Regions from separate parts of the Mus musculus genome. Here regions 1, 2 and 4 are each linked to region 3. Evidence: chromatin contacts called from public HiChIP or PLAC-seq and capture Hi-C data. All regions are on one chromosome and are shown on one strand. The core of a region is the stretch at or near the end of the contact, and the rest is flanking DNA. Distances in the headings are between cores, read along the strand shown. Region 1 has its middle 110 kb from the start of Slc4a3. Region 2 holds the start of Tmem198 (transmembrane protein 198). Region 3 holds the start of Pax3 (paired box 3). Region 4 holds the start of Slc4a3 (solute carrier family 4 (anion exchanger), member 3).

Region 1 (3,409 bases), core at 513-3,012, 2.5 Mb before region 3:
CACACACACACACACACACACACACTAAATAAATGCAAAAAATAACAATTCAGTTCCTAAATTGAGGGCTTAGCAATCAAATGACTACAGATATTAATGAGATACTTAGGGGCAACAGTTTTATCATTACCCTAGTTAGTTTCTATATTTCAAAATAAATTGCAAATTATTCATTTCATCAATGACATATAAACAAGAAGCAAAGAAAATAAATGATTGTTTGCCACATGAAAACATTTCTTATTTTTTCTACTGAATAATTATTAAGCATAAAAAAACCTAATTGAATCTCATTTCTACAAATCATTAAGGAGTTTTTGAGCCAAACAAGCCATGGCCTTTTTGCTGATGGGATTGTAAATATCACCAGTCTAGAAAAAAATTAGCCGATCATTTATTCTGCAGAGGGCATTACTGCATTTCTGTAAACACATCATGTCATTGTAGAGTTGGGAAATTGACCAGAGGCTGGGGAAAAAAAAATCTCACTTGGCCAGCAGAGGTCACTCTTTCTCCTTTATCGATCCCAGTAACCGGCTTCTGAGTGTTTAGTCAAAGGTGTTTTGAGCTTGAAGCTCAGCCAGAGGCTGTGGAAATAATACACATCATCAAGGCGAGCTCTGCTTTCTTACACACATGCACGCACACATGCACGCGCGCGCGCACACACACACACAGACAGACACAGAGTTTAAATGTTTTACTCTAGCTGGACAACTCACATACATATAATAAGAGCCACTCGGTTATGCATGTTAATGCATTTCTTTAATTAATCTGTTTCATCAACTATTACTCTAATGCTTACTGGTGCCAGCTCCAATTCTGCCCAGTTCTCTGACTTATGAACCAAAGCTTAGATTTCTATAAATACCTGCAGGTGACTGGCATGAACCTTTAGAGAGAGTTTCTGCAGAGGAACCAGGAACTAACTAGGACCAGGCTGTATTGAACCCTGGCCAAGCAGAGAGGCCAGTGCCAGGCACTGAGGGTTAAGCTGGAGAGGTACATACCCTACCCTGGCTTCTGTGTTTGGCTTTGTTATGGAAACAAAAGCATATGCTAGCAGTTCTTTCGAAGGTTGGGCCATAGAATGAATTTAGATGAATTATACATGAATATCCAAAGTATAGGCCAGTCATAAGTATCTATAGATGGTCACGACAGCTGAGTGATGGAACTGTCTAGTAGTGAGGTAAACCACTCAGCGTTTGTCTGGCCAAATCATTAAAAGTATTTCAGTAATTCATTTTTAATATCTTTCTTTATGGGGGACATAGTGGGCATTTTTAGGAAGTGCCTGGGAAAGTTGAGCTTTTGGTTTGCCAATGATTAGCTAAGATCTTTTCTAACTCTTCCATCCCATCTCCTCCTTCCCCCTTCCCTCCCTTCCTGTAGCACCCCCTTCCAGTCCTTTTCTGTCCCTCCCTTCGATTCCCCTCCCCCACTCTTTTTCTTTCCTGAAATACCAATTTCATACAGAATTTTAAAAACGTGGTGGAAATCTGAGATTCTCCGTGGCTGTTTTTCCTTTGGCCACCAGGTGGCGCCATCACAGTGCGCCGGGGTCTAGGCAACCCTTCCTAAAGAACGGAATGTGTCTCTTCCTTAGGTGGTGGGTAGCTTAATGACTAGGTCCGTAGCTCCCTGTAGTGCCTGCGAGGAGCTGCATCCAGGGGAGGAAGATCTATTGGGCTTCCTCACATCGCCCTCTGAAACCTTGGTTTCTCTGGTCTGTGGTTTTGTGCTGGGCCAGCTGCCATCTGCTTACCCAGAATGCCTTGCAAAAGTGTGCTGGAGCCAGCTGGTGTACTTGCTAGAGACTGGTTAAGTAGCCAGGAATTTTGTGAACTGATTGTTGGACCATTGGCAATTAGACATCAGCCTTGGTGGGCGTATTTGAGGCACTAAAAAATCACACGACTTCGTCCTGTTTGCTGATGTATGAGTACTCTTGCCTTTGTGACCCTCGGTTGTATCCAAAACCAACCAACCAATCAAACCATAGTCCCCTGTTGCCTGACGTTAAAAGTGTCAAATTAAAAAAAAAATGCAAATATTTGTAGGGAAGGAAAAAAATTCCTCCTTTTTCTTATCTTTCTTTAAAAGCTTTGAAGCAAAAGTTGTTTCTTTTTAAATGATCAAGTATAGATTTCTGCTCTTCTAGCTAGAGTTTAGTCAAAAGCTGAGGGGATTATTCCAGCTTTCAGCCTCAATCCGATTCCTCTCCTGAAATTAACGTTTGGCCTAGCTATTTTTCCTTCCTGTCTCCCCAGTTTTATTTAACATCCCTTTATCGCCCTCACACTGTGAAACTCTGGCCTCCTGAAGGTGTGTGTCCCCTGACATTGTCCCTGGCCTAGACACCAGTCTTTACCAGTCCTTTAGGACTCAGAAAGCCGTCCAGGTGTAGGTGCACCTAGGCCGCATGCGCTCATGGAGTGCTTGTCAGGAACGATTGTCGTTTTCCGGTTCTCCACGGCGACATTGTTTTACTCCCTGATAGGCCGAGCCTGGACTCCACGGCACGGCTCCGACTGCTTCGGAGGCAAACTCAAGGGAGAAGACAGTCAGTACCCATTGCCTGGGTACTGAGCACTGTTCCTCCTCAGGCTGAGGAGGGCGCACCTAAGTTGGTGCCAGCATTGGAGGGAGGTTGTGGAAGCAGAGGCTTAGAGCTGCTGTGGGGAGAATCCTGTTGAGGACGCTATCACAGCTTCTGCTATAAAACCATTGTCTAGACGATGGTTCACTCCTGTTTGTTGACTGCCTCAGCGAGCCTCATCCCTTGGGCAGAACATTTCTTTTGCACAGATGTTGCATTAGCTGCTCAGGGTGCCATAAAGAGACTTTGCACACTGGGAGGCTTAAGTGACTGGCATTTATATTCTCTCTGTGGAGGCGAGAAGCCCCACAAACTTAATTTATGGTGAGGGCTCTCTTCCCAGCTTCTAGATAGCCTTTTTTCCCCCCTGTATGGCCATGGAAGGGTCTTTCTCCATGGAGTGTCTATTAACTCTTCCTACAAGGACACACTACTAACGGGTTAGGGCCCTAGGACTCCATGAACCTTTAATACCTCCCTAAAGCCCGACATCCAAATAAGTCTAACTGGGGACTAGGGATGCAGTATACAAACTACTGTGGGCCCACAATTAAGTCCATAGCAAATGGCAACTGATGGTTTTAAAAACATTTGGAGCAAGAAGAAATGCGAGGACATAGTCTCCTTTAATCACCGTCTCAGGTTTACCAGATGTATTTAGGAAACTCTTCTACCTGGTCCAATTGCTGCTAGTGTGGGGTAAAGTCATGATTTTTTTTTTCCTGCTTCCCCATGTCCCCATAAGGAGGACCGAGACCTCGTCCTCATTCTGATCCAAGCTTCAATTACCCTTCAGAATTTCCC
Region 2 (3,305 bases), core at 77-2,576, 2.7 Mb before region 3:
AGCATACGGCATAGTGGTGTAGAGAATGTCTTTTGGAGAGGGGCAAACTAAGGCAGTGACTCACCTTCCTAAGGTAGAAGGTAAGTTGTACAACTGGAATTCACTGTTACTTAGAAGAAATTACTTCAATGCGTGGGCAGAGACATCAATGTGATGAGTACATTCCTCCCTCTCCCATCTCATCCCAAGGTGGCCCTTGAAACCCATCTAGGAATGAAATACAGGTAAATTCCAGTTCCCTCCTTTTTCTTTCCCCCTCTTTATACACTTATCCTCTTTAACACTCATTTTTCTAATCCTAAACAGACCAGTGGGGGGCTAAGAGGGTCTTTGGAGTATAATTGGGTGGAGTCGGTTTAGCTCAGCTCAGATCCGGACGGGATCCAGAAAAAGCTTCAAACTGGCCCTCTGTCTCCCTGCAAGCAGGGTCATAGGAAGTAATCGAGGCCCAAGGACTTCCTGGCCGGCCGGCCCCTTCCTTCCGGAGCCTGACCCGGCCTCTGGCGGCCTCCCTAGCGCGCGCATCCTGGCTGGTGCCTGCGGGGGGGGGGGGGGGGGTGTTAGGGCGGACGGAGTGGATCAGTACCTGACGGCCTTCTTGGTGGCCTGGCCTGGCTGCGCGGGATGGTAGGGCAAGACACGAGGCTCCCAGCTCTCACCGGTGCCTGCGCCGGCCCCGGGCCTCTCGCGCTCGGATCCGGGCTGCACCGAGTTGGGCCGGCGCGCCGCGTTGGTGTTGCCGCGCGGCGGCAGCTCAGAGTCTCCGGGTTGGGGCGGCCCGGGTCCGCAAGGCTCCTCCACCCAGGTGACGCTGAGCAGGCTCAGGGTGAAGCCCAGAGAGATGCCCACGGCCACGGGCCCCGCGGGCCGCAGCACGGACAGCAGCAGCGACGCCCGCATGGCGTCCCGACAGCGGGTCCCCGGCCCCCGCGTAGCCCGAGGCGGCTCCGAGGGGGCGGGACCGAAGAGGGGGCGGATCCGGAGGGCCCAGGCCCAGCAGGCGGGCCCGCTCCCTCCCCGCCGAGCAGAGGTAGGAGCTCAAGCCCGGAATCCCCGGGCGGGTCGGCCGCCCTTAGAGCAGCACTGCGCGCCCGGGCCTCCAAGGCGGCCGCTGTCCGACGTGTCACCGACAGGGCCCCGCCCCCGAGGTGGGGTCTAGCCGTCAGCTAGCGGAGAGGGACGAAGGGGAGGAGGTTAAAGGGGAAGGACCCCCGGAAGTGCCCCCTCCTCAGCGCCGGAGAGGCAGACGCCGGGGGCGGAGTCCCCTGTCTCCCCCCTGCGTGGTTGGTGCGTCCCGGATGACGTCAGAAGCAGCCCGCCCCTGCCAGGATGGTGCACCCTGAGTGACGTCAGGAGCAGAGGCCGGAGCTGTCCATCAGCACCAAAGGCCGCCAGCGGGCTCAGGGCATGGGGCCGCGGCTCCGGGACAGCCCGAGCTCCTGCTCCTTTCCCTTCCCCGAGCCGGGCGCGAGTCTGTGGAGCTGCAGTGCCAGCCGGTGTCGGAGGTGGGGCGACGACGCCGTCGCACAGAGACCCGTCTCTCCGGCCCAGCAGCCCCCTTCGCACGGCAGACTTTGCCCGGACCCCAGTCAGTCAGAGCCTCTGGTGTCCTACAACCCCGGCTCCTCCGGCCCCTGCACACCCTCCTTTGCTCGGAAGCTCCGGTCACCTCCGGCCCAGGTAGATCTTGGACAATTCCAAATTGAGCCTCCCACAGATGGTGCTCAGGCTGCCTCTTTTTGCCAGCGGCACCCTCCCTCTCCTCGTCTAGCCCCATCTAGTCCCTCTTTTAAGTCCATCCCAGCCGCCTCTAGCCAGGCACTTGTTTCCCTTTGTCTCTGCTCCCCGTTCCAGAGATGCTTCTAGAGCTGCCTGATGTGGGCAACCATTCCTTTGTCCACTGTGCCCTTGCTGAATTCCCCCACTCGCACTGTTATTGTAGTGGAGACCCACAACTGACTCTTGACCCCAATTTCCTCCCTGTCAGGTTGTCCTGGGAGGGTGACCCCCTTCCATTCCCGGCGCTATGCCGGGTACTATGGAAACTCTGCGGTTTCAGCTGCTGCCCCCGGAGCCGGATGACACCTTCTGGGGTGCACCTTGTGAACAGCCTCTGGAGCGCAGGTATCAGGCACTGCCGGCCCTCGTCTGCATCATGTGCTGTTTGTTTGGAGTCGTCTACTGCTTCTTTGGTGAGATCCCCCTCGTTCCTCACCTGTGGCCTTCTACTGTTTCCCTAAAGTTCCTTTTTCTGGTGTCTCGAGAATCATTTCCACCCCATCCCACCCCCACCCCCACCCCACCCTCATGGCGGTATCATTCTCTTGCTGATCACAAGTATATTTGTAGATCATTGACTCTAGATTCTACAGAGAGCAGGTTTTGAATTAGGCTCTTTGAGTTTGAACCGGGCTCTGTATGTTAGTCACTGTGATGTAATGGGCATGTTAACCTGGGTCTCAGCTTTTTCACTTGGACAAAGACAACAGTGTTTGTCTCATATAGACAAGAATTAGTAGGTGGTCAAAGAATAATGACTATCGTAGCGAAGATATGTTTGGATCACTTAGGATAAGCAGACTAAAATAAAATAATAAAAACTCTTAGCATGGTTCCTTACCACAGGGCATATTGCATGGTGGGGGCGAGACCTGGAATATTCACACTTGTGATACATATCAGAGTGGGCTGGATGGTAGTCATACAAATGGAGATCGCCTACAAGGCAGATTCCCATAAGAATGGTTACTGTGAAGAGTTGTATGGGGGAGGGCGTGGTATGCCTGTAATCCCAGCATCCAGGAAGCCAAAGCAAGGGAAGGGAGGCTCAAGGCCAGCATGGATTACATAGTTCAGTGAGGTTGGGTGGGTGAGCACTAACTGCCGCTCAGTCGAACAGGTGTGTGGGGGTCCATTTGACAACTCTCAAGGTCTTGGACCAAGGCTGGCTTCTCTACAAAACAGTATGCCTTTTTCTCATTTTCACAAAGGTGACCTATGGGCTAGTGTCAGCTTTGAGTAAATAAACGCCCAGTGGATTCTTCAGGAAGTTACAGAACTTCACAGTGGAGAGAGCCTTCTATGAGTAGGGACCCAAAGGCAGCCTTCAAGATTATATGTATCAGAACCAGTTTGGGCAGAGAGGCTGGGGTGGTTTGCCAGAAGTGTGTTAGAATAGTTGGGAATATAGGGTGTGGAATATGGGATCAGATGGTCTTTCTCTTACATTTTGCAGAGTGGGCAGGGAAAATGTCCCCCACAAGGATTTAGGATATGTATGGGTGTCCAAAGATTCCCCCCTCCTG
Region 3 (3,652 bases), core at 1,005-3,504:
ATGTTTAACTTCATACTAGGAAGGCAGTGCAGTGAGTGGGAAGACTCTGTGGGAAGTTGGAAATCGGGGAAATAACTTGATGAGGGCTCTAATGCTCCCAGGCATTAAAATCTAAAGTTAATCTTCCTTTGCTAAAAGTGCCAGCCCTTTTCAGTGTAGAAGGACCACCACCAACCATAACAACTGAGTTCTACACACACACACACACACACACACACACACACACACAAACACACACACACACACACACTCCTTCCTAGATTTGAAAACTAGCGCCCTTTGAAAGTCCCTTGCTCTCTTTAGAACGCGCCCACTCTGGACCCGCTGGATCACAGGCCCTAAGTCCACGAAACCAGGTCCCGGGCTCACCTTGGGTTTGCTGCCGCCGATGGCACCAGGTCGGATGGAGCCTGTCTCCTGGTACCTGCACAGGATCTTAGAGACGCAACCATGGGACACGCGAAGCTGGCGAGAAATGACGCAAGGCCGAATGCCATGGTGGGCCATCTCCACTATCTTGTGGCGGATATGGTTGGGCAGAGGCCTGCCGTTGATAAATACTCCTCCGAGCTGGTTGACTCGGCCCTGGCCAAGAGGGGTGGACACTGGGAAGAGATGGCGAAAGGAGAGAGCCCGAGAAAGTCATTTAGGAAGAATAGAAAGCAGCAAAAAGAACCTAATTCTGCATCCTTCTGGCCAATTTGCCTGTGACAGTTAAAACACAAACCACCAAGCTCTGGGCTCCCAGTCCCGGACCCTTAAGGTTCTATTTATTCAAATAATTACCCGATGCAAGGTCATATAATCTTTTGGAAATTGAGCGATCGGAATGAGGTAACTGGCTGTAGAGAAACTGTATTTTCTCTTTTATTTGGGGGAGGGGGGCTGTGCTGCAAGTTGGAGGGAGACCTAGGACTGATGTCTAAAATGTCTTGCGATAACTGCCTCAAAGTCCTGAGAAGGCAGAGGTCCCGATAAGGGTATAGTAGGCAAGGGTTGGGGAGGCTCCCGAAAGGAGACACAGGTGACAGCAGGTATCACCTGTTACACTTAAAAAATAAAAATGGCAGCGAGCCTAGCTGTGGACACCACTGCCGAAATGACCGCCCTTGCACGTCACGTTTTACTCTGGATCGAGGTCGAAGGGCTCCTCCAGAACCCCAGTCTCCTGCTTTTACTTCCCAAATTATTTGGTCGGGTTCGGGTTTGCAGTAATTTCTACCTCCCCGAAATTTCCCAGCACCTTTAAGCAAACCGAAAGGCATTGCCAACCATTTTAGAAACTTCGAGATGCCACTTGAGTTGAGTGGAATTTGCTAATCAATGCTAAAACTTTTCAACTAGGAAGGGCCACCAGAATTTTTCACAGCAGGAAAATTCTTGCCGAACTAATAGTAGTTATTCAAAAGTGAACGCAGCCCGCACAATTTCGTAGCAACTTTAGGTGAACAGAAAGAGAACTTGCTTCCGGCGCTGCGAAGCTTGTTCACCTTTCTCACGGCAGCAATTCCGAAACAACAGGGCAAAGTGGAGCCGGCAGGAGCAGGCCAGGCAAGCTCCGAGAGCTTGTAGTGAGCTTAGCACTCCGTTTGCAGCCAGAACGTGAAATGGGGCTTCTCCCGCTCTCCACGAGAACCCCCTCCCCACTTTTGCTTCTTGGGTTGAGAAGTACCACGGGAAGAGGCTCCCGGTAAGGCACGAGTGGAGGCCCTGGAGACCAGGATTGGGGTGCGGCAGCCAATCCCAGGCCCGGGGATCCGGACGAGCTGAGGCCCTAACATACCTTCCAGCGGGAAGCCGCTGCGTGGGTAATTCTGCCCCGGGCCGGGCCGCATCATCCTGGGCACAGCGCCGGCCAGCGTGGTCATCCTGGGGGCAGCTTCGCTCGCAAATTATATCCAGGTGAAGGCGAGACGAAAAAGCGAGCACAGTGCGGCGGGTGACCCTCGGGAACTCTCCGGATCTCGGAGAGCTCCTCCCCCAAAAAAGGCCAGAGAGGGAGGCGGGGCGCGGGGAGGGGGGCGCTAATAGATCCAAGTCCACAGGCTCCAGAGGAGTCCCTTGAGTGCAGGATCCCAAGCCCAGGGCGGACGAGTTTGGTGCGAGTCTAGCAGATCGGCCCCTCAGCTGGGGCTACTGGCAAAGGTGCTCACTGCACCGCGAAGATCGGGTGAGGGAGGGTGGTGACGAGGCAGGAACACGTCCCAAGTCTCCTCCCGTCGTGACACCGAGTGCAGGGATCCGGACTAGGGAGCATTTATTAGTTCTTTCACCCAAAGCTTGATCAGGAGCCCTGAGCTGCGATTGGCCGAGGAGGAGACCGTCCCGGGTGGCAAAGACACGCGCTGATTGGGCGACAGAAGCTACTTTCTCTTCCCATCCCTGACGGTCCCCAGGCCTCCGCCGACCCAGAGGGGGACTAGCTCTGTGTCCCTTTCTCAAGAGAAGGGTGGACAGGTTGAAACTAGGAGAGGCAGCTTGGGTGGCAAGAGCCAGTGAGGATGGAAAAAGGCTCGCGGTGTCCCTGTCCCTCTACATGAGATTCAGCCTTGATCATCTTGGTTTTCTATTACTCTGTCCTAATCTCTTTCCGCCTTTCTCTGGAAACCTTGCTATATCCGCCCCTTATTTCCTCTGTCTGCCCCTGCTTTTCACCTGTGGATTTCGCTTCGGGATTACTAATACGGAGATGGCGGTGGAGCAAATTTGGAAAGGGGCACAGAGAATTCCGGATGTGTTTCCTTTTCCTTTCTCTGGTCTGCCTCTGGGCCTGAGCTCCCTATGTGAGCCTCCCAGAAAGGCATCTCTCAGGAAGAGTCCAAGATGTGCCCAGAAGGTCCTTTTGTCTTTCTTAGGCTGGGAATGAAAGACAGGTGGCATAGCCATGACAGAGACTGAAGAGGTTAGGCCTCCCCTGGGCTCCAAGTTGCAAGCAATGGGGAAGCCAGCTCCTTTTCTTGGTTTAAAAACCCTTCTGAGAAGCGGGGACTTTAAATCTCCACGTACACATTCATCCCCGATGCACTTGCATCTATATGTTGAGGTTTTGCCCGGGTGCAGCGTTTGTTCTCAGGAATTTATTATGGCATTCAGACTAAACTGCTGGAAAAATAAAAGAAGCAACGTCTTGGCTAGGAGCTGAAGTGTCCCCAGCAGGATATGACGCCAGGAGTGTTGTAAAGACTGTCTGTCCTTAGAGAAGGTACCATTGTGCCTAGCCTTTTATTTATAACTTGGTAAGTGCCAGCGAACACTCCTCCCTTACACCCCCCTCCCGTGCCAGCCCCACGTTCTGCGCTGCTCTTTATTCCCTCAAGTCTATTCAGGGACTGTCACTCTGGGGCCGAGAGGTATTCAGGGCCTTAATCAATCAAAAGGATGAGAATCAGGCAGGTTTTTTCCCCTTTGAAATAAAGGAAACAATGACTTCTGGGCTTCAAGTTCCCTTTTCTTTTTATGATATTTGAATTTTTCCTGCCCCTGAATCCTCCAACCCTCTCTCCATGTCCTCCCCCCCCCCATCTCCTTTGACAGTTTTGATGTGAACTCAGGCCCCCAATCCTACTTGCCCACCCCCTAATTAAGGCAAACTCAAGGGGGGGGGGCGTGCGTGTAGTTGTTCAAAGTCCCTGAGCTGGCCCTTTAAGAGTTC
Region 4 (3,369 bases), core at 531-3,030, 2.7 Mb before region 3:
ATGGTCTTATTTCCAAATAAGGGCTCATTCTGAGGTCATGGACGTTGAGAATTCGCATGTGAGTTTCAGGGGACACAATTCAACGCCAGCCCATGGGCGTCATGGGCTTGGCTTTAGGAAAGCAACTCACATGTCCTGTTTCTGCATAGCTGACACCCAGTGCTGACATCTTTGTAAACACGGATGACTGTGAGAAGTCTGGAATAAATGGCCGGGGCTCAGACAGCCATCATCTGCAATCCACCAAGGATGCCCAAACTTGTGGGTAACCTTCTTCCTAGGTGAACCTCTATGGGGGATCACGCCTTCCTGCATCCCCATGTTCTCAGACAAAGGAATAATACTTCCCTAGGATGGTTAGTGTAAATTGTCAACGTGATGACATCTAGAATCACCTCAGAGGTGGGCCATGCCTATCTGGGATTCTCTGGATTGATATGGATAAACTGGCTTTTTGTTTGTTCCGTTGATAGGGTTTTGTTGTTGTTTTTTGAGACAGGGTTTTAATATGTAGCGCTGGCTGGCTGGAACTCAGTGTGTAGACCAGGTTTTGCCTTGAACCCCTAGAGACTACTCAGCCTTTTTCGTTTGTTTTTGTTTTTCGAGACAGGGTTTCTCTGTGTAGCCCTGGCTGTCCTGGAACTCACTCTGTAGACCAGGCTGGCCTCGAACTCAGAAATCCGCCTGCCTCTGCCTCCAAAGTGTGGATATTAAAGGCGTGTGCCACCACTGCCAGGCTCTCAGCCTTTTAAGCGATGGAATTAAAGCCGGGTACCTCCATGCCCAGCTCTCAGAAGATCCATCTTAGTTGTGGCAGGATCATTTCTCTGGCCTGGGGATCCTGAACTGTTTGAACTGATTGTAGATGGGATGCGACCAGCTGCTTCAAGCAATCCCCAGGGCTCTGTGTGTACACTCTTCCCTTGGGTAGGGCTGAGATCTCGCAGCGCAGGGGTCAGAGCAGCTTCTACTTTGTACATGCTTCTCTCCCCTCCTTCCCACCCCACCTTCTGCTGACCCCCAGTTCTTCTCCCTTTGTTTGTTCTAAGGTGTAGGGGTCTGGCTTAAACGGACTGTCATTCAGGGCTTTTATGAGCATGGGTTATTCTAGATGCCCAGTTTCAGAGACTCAGAGAACACTGGGGGTGGGGGGTGGGGGTGTCCAGGTGCCCTTTGCGAACATCTCTCTGACCTTGGAAAGTGAGATAGGTCCTCCACGGTTGGAGGAGCAGGGGCGGGATTCGGGTGGAGGAACAGTGAGAGCTTAGCCACAGGATTTTAGAGTGGTTGGCCCAATTGGAATGCCCCTGTTTCAGCTGCCTCTGGCTACTGATGGGTAGATAATGTGCCAAGGTCAAATGGTGGGTGGCGCCCAGCGCCAGAAGCCAGCCTTTGAAGGGCATCAGTTGAGCTGAGGCTGGAGGTGTTGAGGGCAATGGCTTTCAGGGGTCTCTGATCTCGTGTCCAAGCTGGAGAGGCTTGTATGTGCGAAGAGGGTCTCCTCCAGGGCTCCTGAGGGAAAGGGAGGGGTGGCTAAAAGCAAGGTGGAGGAGTGTGTTTGAGGGATTGTGGGAATTTAGGGCCGTGCACCCGCCCCTCCTCCCCCCCCCCCGCAATGCGTGGGGCGCCTGGAGAGGGGTCTTGCGGGCAGGTGGGATCCTGCGGGGACCCGAGCGCGGGGCCCACGCTGGCCTGGTCGGGGTAAGTCAGGGATCGTCCACTCCCATTGTGCGGCCGGGCGGCGGCGGGCTGGCACAGCCGAGCGCTAGGAGGTGGAGCCGTGGACTGCAGGCTCCGGCGCCTGCGTCCGCCTGGCCGGGCTCTGCGCGGCGAGAGGCCGGACGGGAACCCGGCAGCCGCGCCCCGGAGCTTGCGGGGAGGGACATGGGGCGCGGCGGCTCTCCCAAGCCCCGCAGGTTCCGGAGCCCGGAGGTACTTAAGGGCAAGGCGTGGGCGCCGGGCCGGGTAGGGACAGCGGACTAACATGGACCGGGTTGGGCCTCGGAAGGGAGAGCGGGCTGGGCACCGGGATGGAGCACCCCGGAGGGGGCCCACCAGCGCAATTTCTGACCCCGCCCTCCTTCCTCAAGGCTCCCCAAGAGGTCTCTGCAGCGCCCCCTTCTTCTCACCCAGGGTTTGGGTCCCATAGTGATTGAGAGACTCCTAAGTCTTCAGTCTTCAGCCCTGCCATGGCTAATGGGGTGATCCCGCCGCCCGGGGGCGCCTCCCCCCTACCCCAGGTGACTGATGCGTGGGGGTGGGGTGGGGGAGGAGGGGCAGGATGGGCGGGGTGTCCTCTGGATGACCCTGGGACCACCAGATCCAGATGTAGAGCTGTATTGGTAGTGTAGAGGAATAGGGGGTCTTCGGTATTTCATGCACTTGTGGCTGGTGCTCCCACAACCTGGGGGGAAGCCCTCAGAGGGTGTTTTGGGGATGTTGATGCAGGCAAGGGTGAAGGTGTTGGGAAGGCCCTTGAAGTATGGAGTTGGGGTTGGGTGGGGAGTGTTCATGAACTAGGGGTCCTTAGGAGAGGCTATCTGGCCTGCAGGTCCGGGTGCCCTTGGAGGAGCCCCCTCTGGGTCCAGATGTAGAAGAGGAAGATGATGACTTGGGCAAGACCTTGGCTGTGAGCAGGTTTGGGGACCTCATCAGCAAGACCCCGGCCTGGGACCCCGAGAAGCCTAGCCGCAGCTACAGCGAGCGGGACTTTGAGTGTGGGTAGCCTGGGGACCCCTAGCACCCCAGCCTTCACCACCATCACCTTCATCGCCACCATTACTGCGCTCACCTCCGGCTTGATCACTCAGTGTCATCCTGTGCTGGACGCTGTGCTGGGCCACCATGCCATGTTAAGTCATCCTGCCTCTCATACCATCATCACCTTGTTCACCTGTCAGGGGAGATGTAGGGGAGATGCGCCTGAGGTCTCTCTCAGTGACCTTCATCGTGCACTGGGTCCCACTCACCCTCTGCCCCACTGTGTTTCCTGATGTGTCTTCCCTCAGCTTCTCTCTTTCTTCGGTACCACATCTCCCGACTCCCCTTTGCGACTTTCTCTCTATGTCACTCTTGTCCCCACTCCACCTGGCCTCACCAATGACAGGAGCAGGGATGCATAGTTGGGAGGGGTGTCCTGGCTCTAGAAGAAAGACTGGGGGTGCCTTTGTTTTAGATCTCACGCTAGAATAAGGTGTGAACTCCTTGTGGGGGAAGCCCCACTCTGCTTCAGGGGTCTCAACCCACTCTCCTGCACCTCCAGTTCACCGGCACACATCCCACCACACCCATCACCCGCTCTCAGCCCGCCTGCCTCCACCCCACAAGCTTCGGCGACCGCCCCCCACCTCTGCTCGGCACACCAGGAGG

The links. HiChIP or PLAC-seq counts read pairs in DNA pulled down with a chosen protein or histone mark. Capture Hi-C pulls out chosen DNA fragments and counts their contacts.
Region 1: a contact with region 3 is called in an H3K4me3 HiChIP or PLAC-seq map of stem cell-derived neural progenitor cells, with 6 times the contacts expected there. The contact joins the enhancer-like site here to the promoter of Pax3 in region 3. A contact is called at or near these places in 5 of 39 promoter capture datasets (the 3T3-L1 cell line, cranial neural crest, maxillary cranial neural crest and 2 more) and 3 of 115 datasets of contacts at active chromatin or transcription factors (astrocytes, neural tube and stem cell-derived neural progenitor cells).
Region 2: a contact with region 3 is called in an H3K4me3 HiChIP or PLAC-seq map of embryonic stem cells, with 5 times the contacts expected there. The contact joins the promoter of Tmem198 here to the promoter of Pax3 in region 3. A contact is called at or near these places in 2 of 115 datasets of contacts at active chromatin or transcription factors (astrocytes and embryonic stem cells).
Region 4: a capture Hi-C map of embryonic stem cells shows a contact between it and region 3, with 4 times the contacts expected there. The contact joins the promoter of Slc4a3 here to the promoter of Pax3 in region 3. A contact is called at or near these places in 2 of 39 promoter capture datasets (cranial neural crest and embryonic stem cells) and 1 of 9 other capture datasets (embryonic stem cells).

What each region holds. Positions count from the first base shown.
Region 1 is chr1:75,652,204-75,655,612 of GRCm38.p6, forward strand. No RefSeq gene overlaps it. Among named protein-coding and RNA genes, the nearest start is that of Slc4a3, 110 kb to the left of the region's middle. Within about 2 kb of position 1,763, at least 60 of the 459 cell types and tissues checked have an H3K27ac peak or open chromatin away from gene starts, as enhancers often do. A contact at or near this core is called in stem cell-derived neural progenitor cells, where this site is marked.
Region 2 is chr1:75,478,206-75,481,510 of GRCm38.p6, forward strand. It overlaps Tmem198 (transmembrane protein 198), which reads left to right and starts at 1,327. Exons shown (of 5, transcript NM_177056.4): 1 at 1,327-1,680; 2 at 1,988-2,192. The coding sequence starts at 2,027. Chpf (chondroitin polymerizing factor) reads right to left here and starts at 1,266. Exons shown (of 4, transcript NM_001001566.3): 1 at 587-1,266. The coding sequence starts at 900.
Region 3 is chr1:78,194,882-78,198,533 of GRCm38.p6, forward strand. It overlaps Pax3 (paired box 3), which reads right to left and starts at 2,255. Exons shown (of 8, transcript NM_008781.4): 1 at 1,784-2,255; 2 at 370-605. The coding sequence starts at 1,868. RefSeq lists a promoter at 1,819-3,652, an enhancer at 2,974-3,584 and cis regulatory regions at 2,974-3,206, 3,362-3,584.
Region 4 is chr1:75,544,682-75,548,050 of GRCm38.p6, forward strand. Slc4a3 (solute carrier family 4 (anion exchanger), member 3) reads left to right here and starts at 1,781. Exons shown (of 23, transcript NM_001357150.1): 1 at 1,781-1,932; 2 at 2,091-2,240; 3 at 2,552-2,717; 4 at 3,263-3,369. The coding sequence starts at 2,190.